Regions from separate parts of the Macaca mulatta genome. Here all the other regions are linked to region 2. The links are chromatin contacts, called in public Hi-C maps. All regions are on one chromosome and are shown on one strand. The core of a region is the stretch at or near the end of the contact, and the rest is flanking DNA. Distances in the headings are between cores, read along the strand shown. Region 1 holds the start of OGG1 (8-oxoguanine DNA glycosylase). Region 2 holds the start of TADA3 (transcriptional adaptor 3). Region 3 holds the start of BRPF1 (bromodomain and PHD finger containing 1).

Region 1 (2,700 bases), core at 112-2,611, 44 kb after region 2:
ATCTTCATAAAAGCCTATGAAGTAGATATAATCCCCATTTTACAGGTGGTAAAACTGAGTCATAGAGAAGTAACTTATGTCCAAGAACCCTAACCCCAGCCCAGGTCCTGTACTCACCTTGGAATTTCTGAGCCACCTCTTGGAAGTGGGAGTCCACAGAACCCCAGTGGTGATACAGTTGAGCCAGGGTGACATCTAGCTGGAAGTACTTGCGCACGGCCTCCAGCTCGTCTGGTGTGGGCCTGCCAGGCTGGCTCTTGTCTCCTCGGTACACAGTGCAGTGGAGCTGCTCCTCAGTCTGAGTCAGTGTCCATACTTGATCCGCTAGTACACCACTCCAGTGTGCAGGACTTTGCTCCCTCCACCTAAGCCCCAGGCACACGACAACCCTGGCACTCAATTTCCTTTCTTGCACCCTTTGGGGTCCCTCCCATCCTACAATCGCTCCATGTACAAAACTGATACAAGTAAAAGTGCTATCTTCCAGTCTGGGCAACATGGTGAAACCTCACCTCTACAAAAAATACAAAAATTTAGCCGGGCATGGCACACACCTGTATTCCCAGCTACTCGGGAGGCTGCGCCCGGGGGTCGAGGCTGGAATGGGCCTCTGCATTCCTACCTGAGCAATAGAGTGAGACACTGTCTCAAAAAAAGAAAAACAAGTACTGTTATCTTCTGCATCGGTTATACCGCTAAATCCTTACAATATCACTGCACAGACATATTAAAGGGAACAGCCTGGCCACCCGTGCTTGTTTCCTCTTTTGTACCCCGGGGTTTCTTCCATCACCCCCCAAATTCCTTTGTACCCCATGCCGGGCAGTGCTGAGGCTGCAGGAGCCAGTCCCAGGGGACGGGCTTCCCAGGCGCAGTCACTCACCGGAAGGACTGTCCAGAAGGCAGAACCAGGTCCAGGCGCAGCTCAGAGCGAGGGCACGGGATAGAGGCCCACAGGGCAGGAGCGGAGGCTAGAGTACGATGCCCCATGCGCCTGGGCAGAAGCGCGCGGGCCGGCATTTCCACAGCAGGAGCCGCCCACAGCAGCCCCGCCCACCCAGAACCAGGCCTAGTCGGCGCCCAAAGACCCCGCCCAGACAAGGACCATGCCCCTTAAGGCCTAGCCCACAGGGTCCTGATTAACGACCTTCCTCGTTTCACTTAATTCCTCCACCTCCTGCATGCCTCGCCCTTTGCGGGTCATCAAAGCCCCGCTTCGTGCCCCAATCCTCCGGCTTTCCTGAGGTGTAGGTCCCGCCTCCTCCTTCCGACTTATCCTCTCCCGCCCCCCGAGCCTCTGGGCGCGCACAGCTGTGTTCTTCTGAGTTCTCCAGTGGCCGACCACGCCACCACCGGAAGTAGTGCTCAAGCACTGCGTATTTGACCTAGAGGTAGCCAATCCGAGGAGGAAGTGGGAGGCGCCAATGAGAAATCAGGGTGGGCGGGCCGTTCCGAGGCGCCCGCGCTGTTGGCGCGCACTGGGCTGTCTGCCCGCTGTTGGCCTTTCCCCCACCGGGATTGTCTGCACTAACGAGTTCCATCCGGGCTAACGAGTTCCATCCGGGCGCCCCGCGGTTCCTCAGGGCTGTCCGTCTTCAGAGCCACGTCCTTTCCCAGCCTGTCCTCCGAGAGCCGTTCTCCCCTGAGCCTTTCCAGTCTTAGGCGTTCGCCCTCCTTGGGCCGCCTCCCACGAACCCTATCTTCACCAAGAACTGGAGCGAGCACAGCTCAGGCCCTAGAGCCCTCGGGAAGTGTCTCCAGAGTATTCTCTTTTGCGCCCGCCCGCTAAGTTTGTCCCCTTCAAGACCTTTAGGCGTCCTCTGAGACCTCAGGACTTCAGAGGCGTCTCCTCGGATTGTCCCGCCGGCCGCCACAGCTGCTGCCTGCAGTTTTGGGCATTCATTCCTTCCATACTCCATCTGCTCATGCTTTCCTCAGAATAGGGCCTGTGCCGGGGGTTTGTCTGGGGCTGGGCCCAGAAGCCCATCAGGTTGAGTCCAAGTCCCAGTGTATGGCCCTGAGGCAGCCAGCCTCGTCCAGCCGCCTGGAGCAGGAGGATGGATTATGTAATGTCTTCCCTTCTGGCGAATGATGTGAAAAAGCAGGGAGCTAAGAGATACGAACTTTACTGGGCCATTCTCACCTTCTAGCATAGGGATTTGGGGTTGCTGTATCTTAACTGTCAGGCTGCAGGTTTTTTTTTGAGACGGAGTCTCACCCTGTCGCCCGGGCTGGAGTGTGATGGTGCGATCTGGGCTCACTGCAACCTCCGCCTCCCGGGTTCAAGCGATTCTCCTGCTTCAGCCTCCCAAGTTGCTGGGACTACAGGCGTGCACCACCACGCCCAGCTAATTTTTGTATTTTTAGTAGAGATGGGGTTTCACATCTTGGCCAGGATGGTCTCGATCTCTTGACCTCGTGATCTAGCCGCCTCGGCCTCTTGAAGTGTTGGGATTACAGGCGTGAGCCACTGCACCCTGCCCAGACTGCAAGTTCTTAAAGAGCAACATCTGCAGCGGATTGACCCTTATATCCCAGCCAGAGACCTAGCAGAGTGTACCGTGAGCATGGAATCAACATCAGACCAATGCCATCATTGTGTCAGTGCCACTCCTCAGTGGCTGCAAGCTCTGGGCCGCCCCTTTTTCCTGTGACTGTTCCTATCTGTAGGCATGCCACCCCACAGGCGCCTAGCACTTG
Region 2 (2,700 bases), core at 174-2,673:
TGAGAAGCCAGATTAGGAGTCATCAGAGTGAAGAAAGTCATCGAAGCCAGCAGACTAGATCGGTATCACCAGGGAAGGTGTGACGATGAGGGAGGTGGTCATCCAAAGTCACAACTCCCAAGAATACCCACATGTATGAAAAAGGGAGGACTTTCAGGAAGGGAGGGATGAGCAGTATCACAGCTAACAAACACTAGGGCTGACACAGTTCAGTTCTGACCAGGAGGGGCCTGAATGGAAGCAACACGAGAGATCCTCCAGTGGGGTGGAAGCAGGGCTGGAGGTACCAAGAGTGGGATAAGGAAGTGTGGCCGCCTGCCTTAAGCAACTGTAGGGTCAGGAAGGCAGAAGACAAAGGGCGTATTTAGTGAAGCTCTACTGTGGACAGGCAGATGGACCCGCTACATGCCTCAGCGGCCCTTCGACGGGCTAAGAGGCCGACTACGTACCCTCGAAACGCTCCAAAGAGCCTAGGAAGCCCCACTTCCAGCTTCCTCCAGGGCTCAGTAAAAGCCCCTACCTGCTTGGAAGGCTGATCACGAAGCCGCAAGGCCCGCTTCAAACCAGGGAGTACCCCTACTCGCCCCTTCCTCACCTCGGGCCCCCGCCCTCTTTCTCCCACCCTCATGGTGTCCCCACAACCCCCGGGCATCCCTCAGCCCCGCGCCCCTGCGGCAAAGCCACATCTCCCACCGACCCACTGCCCTGAGGCTGAACAGCTGGGGGTCCCTGGCCGGGGGCCCGGCTCTCTCACCATCGCGGGCGCTGGCTGGGCCGGAAAGCGGAAGTACGGAAGTGGCCAGCCCCGCGATGCCTGCCCTTTCGCGAGAAGCGCAGCCTCTGTCTCCGCCCGGACTTCCGGATGGTACCATCTATGCTCTGAGCGGGATAGGGAACCCTTGCGAACGCTTGGCCCTTCCGGAAGTTTTCCACCTAGGGCTGTCTCGGTATCTTTAAACTCTTGCACTCGAGTCACTACTTAAGCTTCTCCAGGAATGGGAGCAGCTCCCCTTTGTGCCTTCGGCCTTCTTGTTACCTTTGCCACAGCCTCCCCCCAGGTATGCAATGGTACAGCCCAGCTTCAGATTGGGCACCAAATTAGGACAAGCTGAAGCGGAGGAGCCCTTCGTTTCTTCCGGTTCTGTGCCCCCATCCTTTCTCTCGCCCCTCCTACCCGCAGCTCCTGGGGCTCAGCGGCGCTAACTGCAGCGCCGAGATCTCCGCCGCCAAGCCCCGCCTCCCGCCTCCCGCCCCGGGCTATGCCCTGGGGCGCGCCTGAGGCCAACCACCCGCACCCCACCTCTAGCGGGCTTGCTCGAGGCCCACCTTCTCCCCACCCCCGGCAAACTTCAGTAGGCTCGCCCTCGCTGACTCCCCGCCCCCGCGTCAACTGCAAGGGGCCCGCCCATAGCCAGTTCCGGGGCGGTTGCTCCCGTCGACCGGAACTCCCCGCCCCCTCCCGCGGCCCTGGGGCCGTAGGAGGCCGCAGTGAGGAGGTAGAGGGGGCGGGGGTCGCGCTAGGGTGTCCCTAGAGAACGAGGACTCTGAAGGCGGGACATTTGGACGACCCCCGGGCGGGGCCAGCCATTAAATAGTCCCATTTCTGTGCCAGACACTGAACTGGGCTCTTGACGGGCATCATCTCTTAATCCTCAGAACATCCCAGGGAGGTAGGTACCGTTGTTATCCCCATTTTTCAGATTCAGACTTTTAATGGGGAAACAGACCGAGACTTCTTTTGTTCCCATTTTACAGATGGAAAAACTGAGACTCAAAAAGGTTAAACAACATGTTCGGGGCACATAAGTAGAGAATGGTAAAGCCTGGACTTGAACCCGGGTCTGTCTGGCTTACCAGCCCACGTTCTAAACCACTATTAGTGACTAGAGAAGGGAGAAAGGTGGAGTAGGATAAGAAAAGAGGCCAAGAGTCCCAGAGAACATGGTAAGAATGGGGTGCTTGGAACTCAAAGTCTTAGCAGAACCCAAGAGAAATAGAAGGGAAGGAAAGAGCATCAGAAAGGCAAGGCAATGCATAGTAATATAGCATGGTGATCAGGGGTGCAGACTCAATATAGCGGGGTTCAAATTGCATCTTGGAAGCATAGGCACATACCCACCCTTACAGAGTCTCAGTTTCTTTCTCTGTAAAGAGATCACAACGGTCCTTGTTCATGGTGCTGAGTGAGAAATTAAGTGAGATAAGCTGATAAAGTGCTTTGCGCCTAGCTTGGTACACAGTTAAGTGCCCTGTGAGTAGGAACTGTGCCATCAATTTTGTCAGTAAGGGACTGAAGCCTGGCTTGCTTGAGACTGTCCCTGGAGGTAAGAAGCCCTTGGGCTTTTCTCAGACCCCTTTGTCTCCCATCAATGGCCCTGTCCTCTCCAGCCCCACAGGATCCCCATATCCTGGGCCATGAGTGAGTTGAAAGACTGCCCCTTGCAGTTCCATGACTTCAAGTCTGTGGATCACCTGAAGGTCTGTCCCCGCTACACGGCAGTGCTGGCGCGATCCGAGGATGATGGCATCGGCATCGAGGAGCTGGACACCCTGCAGCTGGAGCTTGAGACCCTGCTGTCTTCTGCCAGCCGGCGCCTGCGTGTGCTTGAGGCCGAAACCCAGGTGATACCCCAGAGAGGGGCCATCACCAGAGATGGACTGCAACAAGTTATGGGATGGGTCATTGAGTTAGCTCCATAT
Region 3 (2,700 bases), core at 137-2,636, 62 kb after region 2:
CAACATTAACTGAGTGACTACCAAGTGCCAGACCCTAAGGGTACAAACACGAACGCGACAATCTAGGCATGCTCAGCTCCACGGTGGTCCGCAGGGGCCCTCCCTTCCCCCTCCCCAACATTCCTGGGTGAGTGTAGACAGCAGATGGCACCAGGCCTCAGGAAGCCCAGCTTGGTCAGAGACTGCCCCAATTTCTCTCGGCCTAGTTGAGTTCAACAATTCAGCTAGGGGCTTGGCACCATCCCAGCAGGGCAGGGCTATCATGAGCTCCCTGACAAAATAACCCCTCTTGGCCTCTCCACCTGTGCCTTAACCAGGCAAGTGGGCTGCTCCAGCTCTTCTGTCAACAGCTCCTGACTATCACATCAGTAACGCTACACGTCCAACTGCAACTCTCTTCTACTTCCTACCTGCGGCTGTGTCTTTAAACACAAACCAACCGAAGCACAAACAAGCTCTCCTCTTTCCAAGCTGGGTCCCGGGTGAATGGCTCCCAAAGCAGCACAGTGAATCCGGCAATCTCCCCTTGGAACCCGGCAGCAGAGGCACAGGCGACGGAGACGAGAACTGTGACCAGAAAGCCCGTGGGGAGGGCCCAAGGAGAATGGCGGCTGCATCTGCCCCAGAAGCTCAGGGGGCTGGAGGAAGTAGGGGGCGGGGGCCGGAGGGATAGGGCTGGGCCCCGGCAGTGCCCGCAGCCCACTCTCCGGATGCGGCGGCGTTTCCCCTTTGTGGAAGTGTAACAAGTGAAACAAGGCTCCCCTCCTGCCACTGGCCAGAGCAGCCCCGAAAGACATACTGTTGCCCCGGGATGCCTGCTGGGAAGCAATGCACTGTCAGTTCTCCCAGCTGGAGTTGCCAGAGAGGCTCCCGGGCCACGCGGCTCAGTGCGCGCCCCACGAACGTAGCCTACCCCTTCCCTGCCGGCCACTCCCGCCCTGGTCCCAGGCCCGCACTCACCGGCCACCTCGAGTCCGGGCTCATCGCCGGGGGCGCCCGCCGGGGCTCCGACCCCACTTGGGGAGGCCGGCGGGGAAAGTCGGGCCGGGAAGGGGGAGCCCCAACTCCGGAGACCTTAGACCTCGCCACCTCGGCCCCCTGCCGCCCCACGCTTTGGTCCCGGCTCCCCGGGATTCTTGCGCTGACCCCTGCCGCTCCCGGTCCCGCCGGCGCCCTGGGGTCTCAACTCCGTCGGCAGCCGCCCGTTTCGCGAGCCCTTAGGATGCCCGGTCTCGGGACCGGGCGCCGCTGGAACAATGGAGGCTCCCAGAGGCAGCGCGAGGACAGCGGCGGCGGAGACCGTGGCGGCAAAGGCTGTGGCAGCGGCGGCGGCAGCAGCGGCGGCGACGGCGTCTGCGCAGGGTAAACGTGGCTCCGCGGCGCTGCTGAGTTGCACTTTCGCCACGGATCCCCGCCCGCCTGCTGAGGCTCGAAAGACCGTTCTCTGGGATTCAGAAAGGACCCTGGACGCCCCACAGGGCTTCTCTAGCTCTCTCATTTTAGAGTGGAGTTTCTGGAGACTGAAGTCACCGTATTCGGGATCCGGGGTCGTCGGGCGGTTTGTGGCGAATCTGCAGCCACGGACGGTGAGCGCGGGGCTGGGGGTGAGGAGCCCGCCCTTCTCCCCTCCCCCTCTGCCTCCTCCCTCTCCGCTCCCTGCCTCCTGCTGGCGCCGCGGCTGCGGGAGGGACCTGGCCTTGGTCTCGGAGGAAGGCGGTGAGGCGGGGCCAGAGTCACGGGGCGGGACTGGGGGCAGGGCCGGGAGCAAGAGGGATGGGAGCTGGAGCCTAAGGGACCGGGAGTTGTGGGTAGGACCGGGGCGGGGCTGGAAATTAGACGGGTCTGTGGGGCGGGGCTTGTGAGGAGGGGGCGGGGCTACTGTACAGCGGGGGCCCTGTTAGAATAGCGAGGTAAAAAGTGGGGTTAAACAGAAGAGGAGTACTCATGAGAGAAAGGGCGGAGCTTTGGACGAGTCTGGAAAGTGGAGCTGGACTAGAAATAAAGAACAGAGTTGGAAAAAACGACGCGAGGCTGAAGGGAGTAGGCGAGGCTTGGGAAGGCAGCGGGCGGAGCTGTGTGGAAAGGGCGGGACCGATTAGGGATAACGGGGCGTGACAGAAGGAAAGGGAAGAAACTCGGAAAAAGTAAAGGAGAGGTGCTAGAGAAAAGGTATGGGTCTGAGAGAAGGGGCTGGTTTGGGGCCGGTGGGTGTGAAAGGGCTTGTGTCTGGTAAAGCGGCGGGAACTCTGTGGGTTGGCACGGATGTGCTGCGGGTTGCTGGTTGGAAGATGGTGCCAAAACAGCTGATTTAATGTGAGTGGGCCACCTCCTAGCAATGTGAACGTGGGCAAGTTCAGTTCTTCAAGTTCCTTATTTGTAAAACAGAGCTCGAAAATTCTATTGCTAGCTCTTGAGGGTTTCAGAGAACTTGGATGGCAGGGGAGACATCCTTAAATAATACTCCAGTTTTGTCATCAAAGAGGAGCGTGAAAGGGTCTTCTAGGGTTCTGCGACAAAGTCCAAAGCATCTGAAAGCTTCTCTCTTATCTTAATGCAAACTTTGCATTTGACCCACTAAAATGTCTGTTTTCTAAAAACCATCCCAATAAAATCGACATGCCAGGAAGAGGTTTGCTGATTAAGATCTTGGAATCTGAAGTCAAACTGATGAATTCTCTTAAACAAATGATTCATCCTCTC

The links. A called contact is a pair of places that touch in the nucleus more often than the background predicts.
Region 1: a contact with region 2 is called in a Hi-C map of fetal cortex germinal zone, with 1.8 times the contacts expected there. The contact joins the promoter of OGG1 here to the promoter of TADA3 in region 2. A contact is called at or near these places in 2 of 14 Hi-C or Micro-C datasets (blood and fetal cortex germinal zone).
Region 3: a contact with region 2 is called in a Hi-C map of CD4 T cells, with 2.2 times the contacts expected there. The contact joins the promoter of BRPF1 here to the promoter of TADA3 in region 2. A contact is called at or near these places in 2 of 14 Hi-C or Micro-C datasets (CD4 T cells and liver).

The regions. Positions count from the first base shown.
Region 1 is chr2:148,533,393-148,536,092 of T2T-MMU8v2.0, reverse strand. OGG1 (8-oxoguanine DNA glycosylase) reads right to left here and starts at 1,361. Exons shown (of 7, transcript NM_001434454.1): 1 at 884-1,361; 2 at 118-365. The coding sequence starts at 1,020.
Region 2 is chr2:148,577,727-148,580,426 of T2T-MMU8v2.0, reverse strand. It overlaps TADA3 (transcriptional adaptor 3), which reads left to right and starts at 1,423. Exons shown (of 9, transcript NM_001266137.1): 1 at 1,423-1,670; 2 at 2,389-2,622. The coding sequence starts at 2,416. It overlaps ARPC4 (actin related protein 2/3 complex subunit 4), which reads right to left and starts at 1,370. Exons shown (of 6, transcript XM_028844403.2): 1 at 1,327-1,370.
Region 3 is chr2:148,515,315-148,518,014 of T2T-MMU8v2.0, reverse strand. BRPF1 (bromodomain and PHD finger containing 1) reads right to left here and starts at 1,386. Exons shown (of 13, transcript XM_077993359.1): 1 at 961-1,386.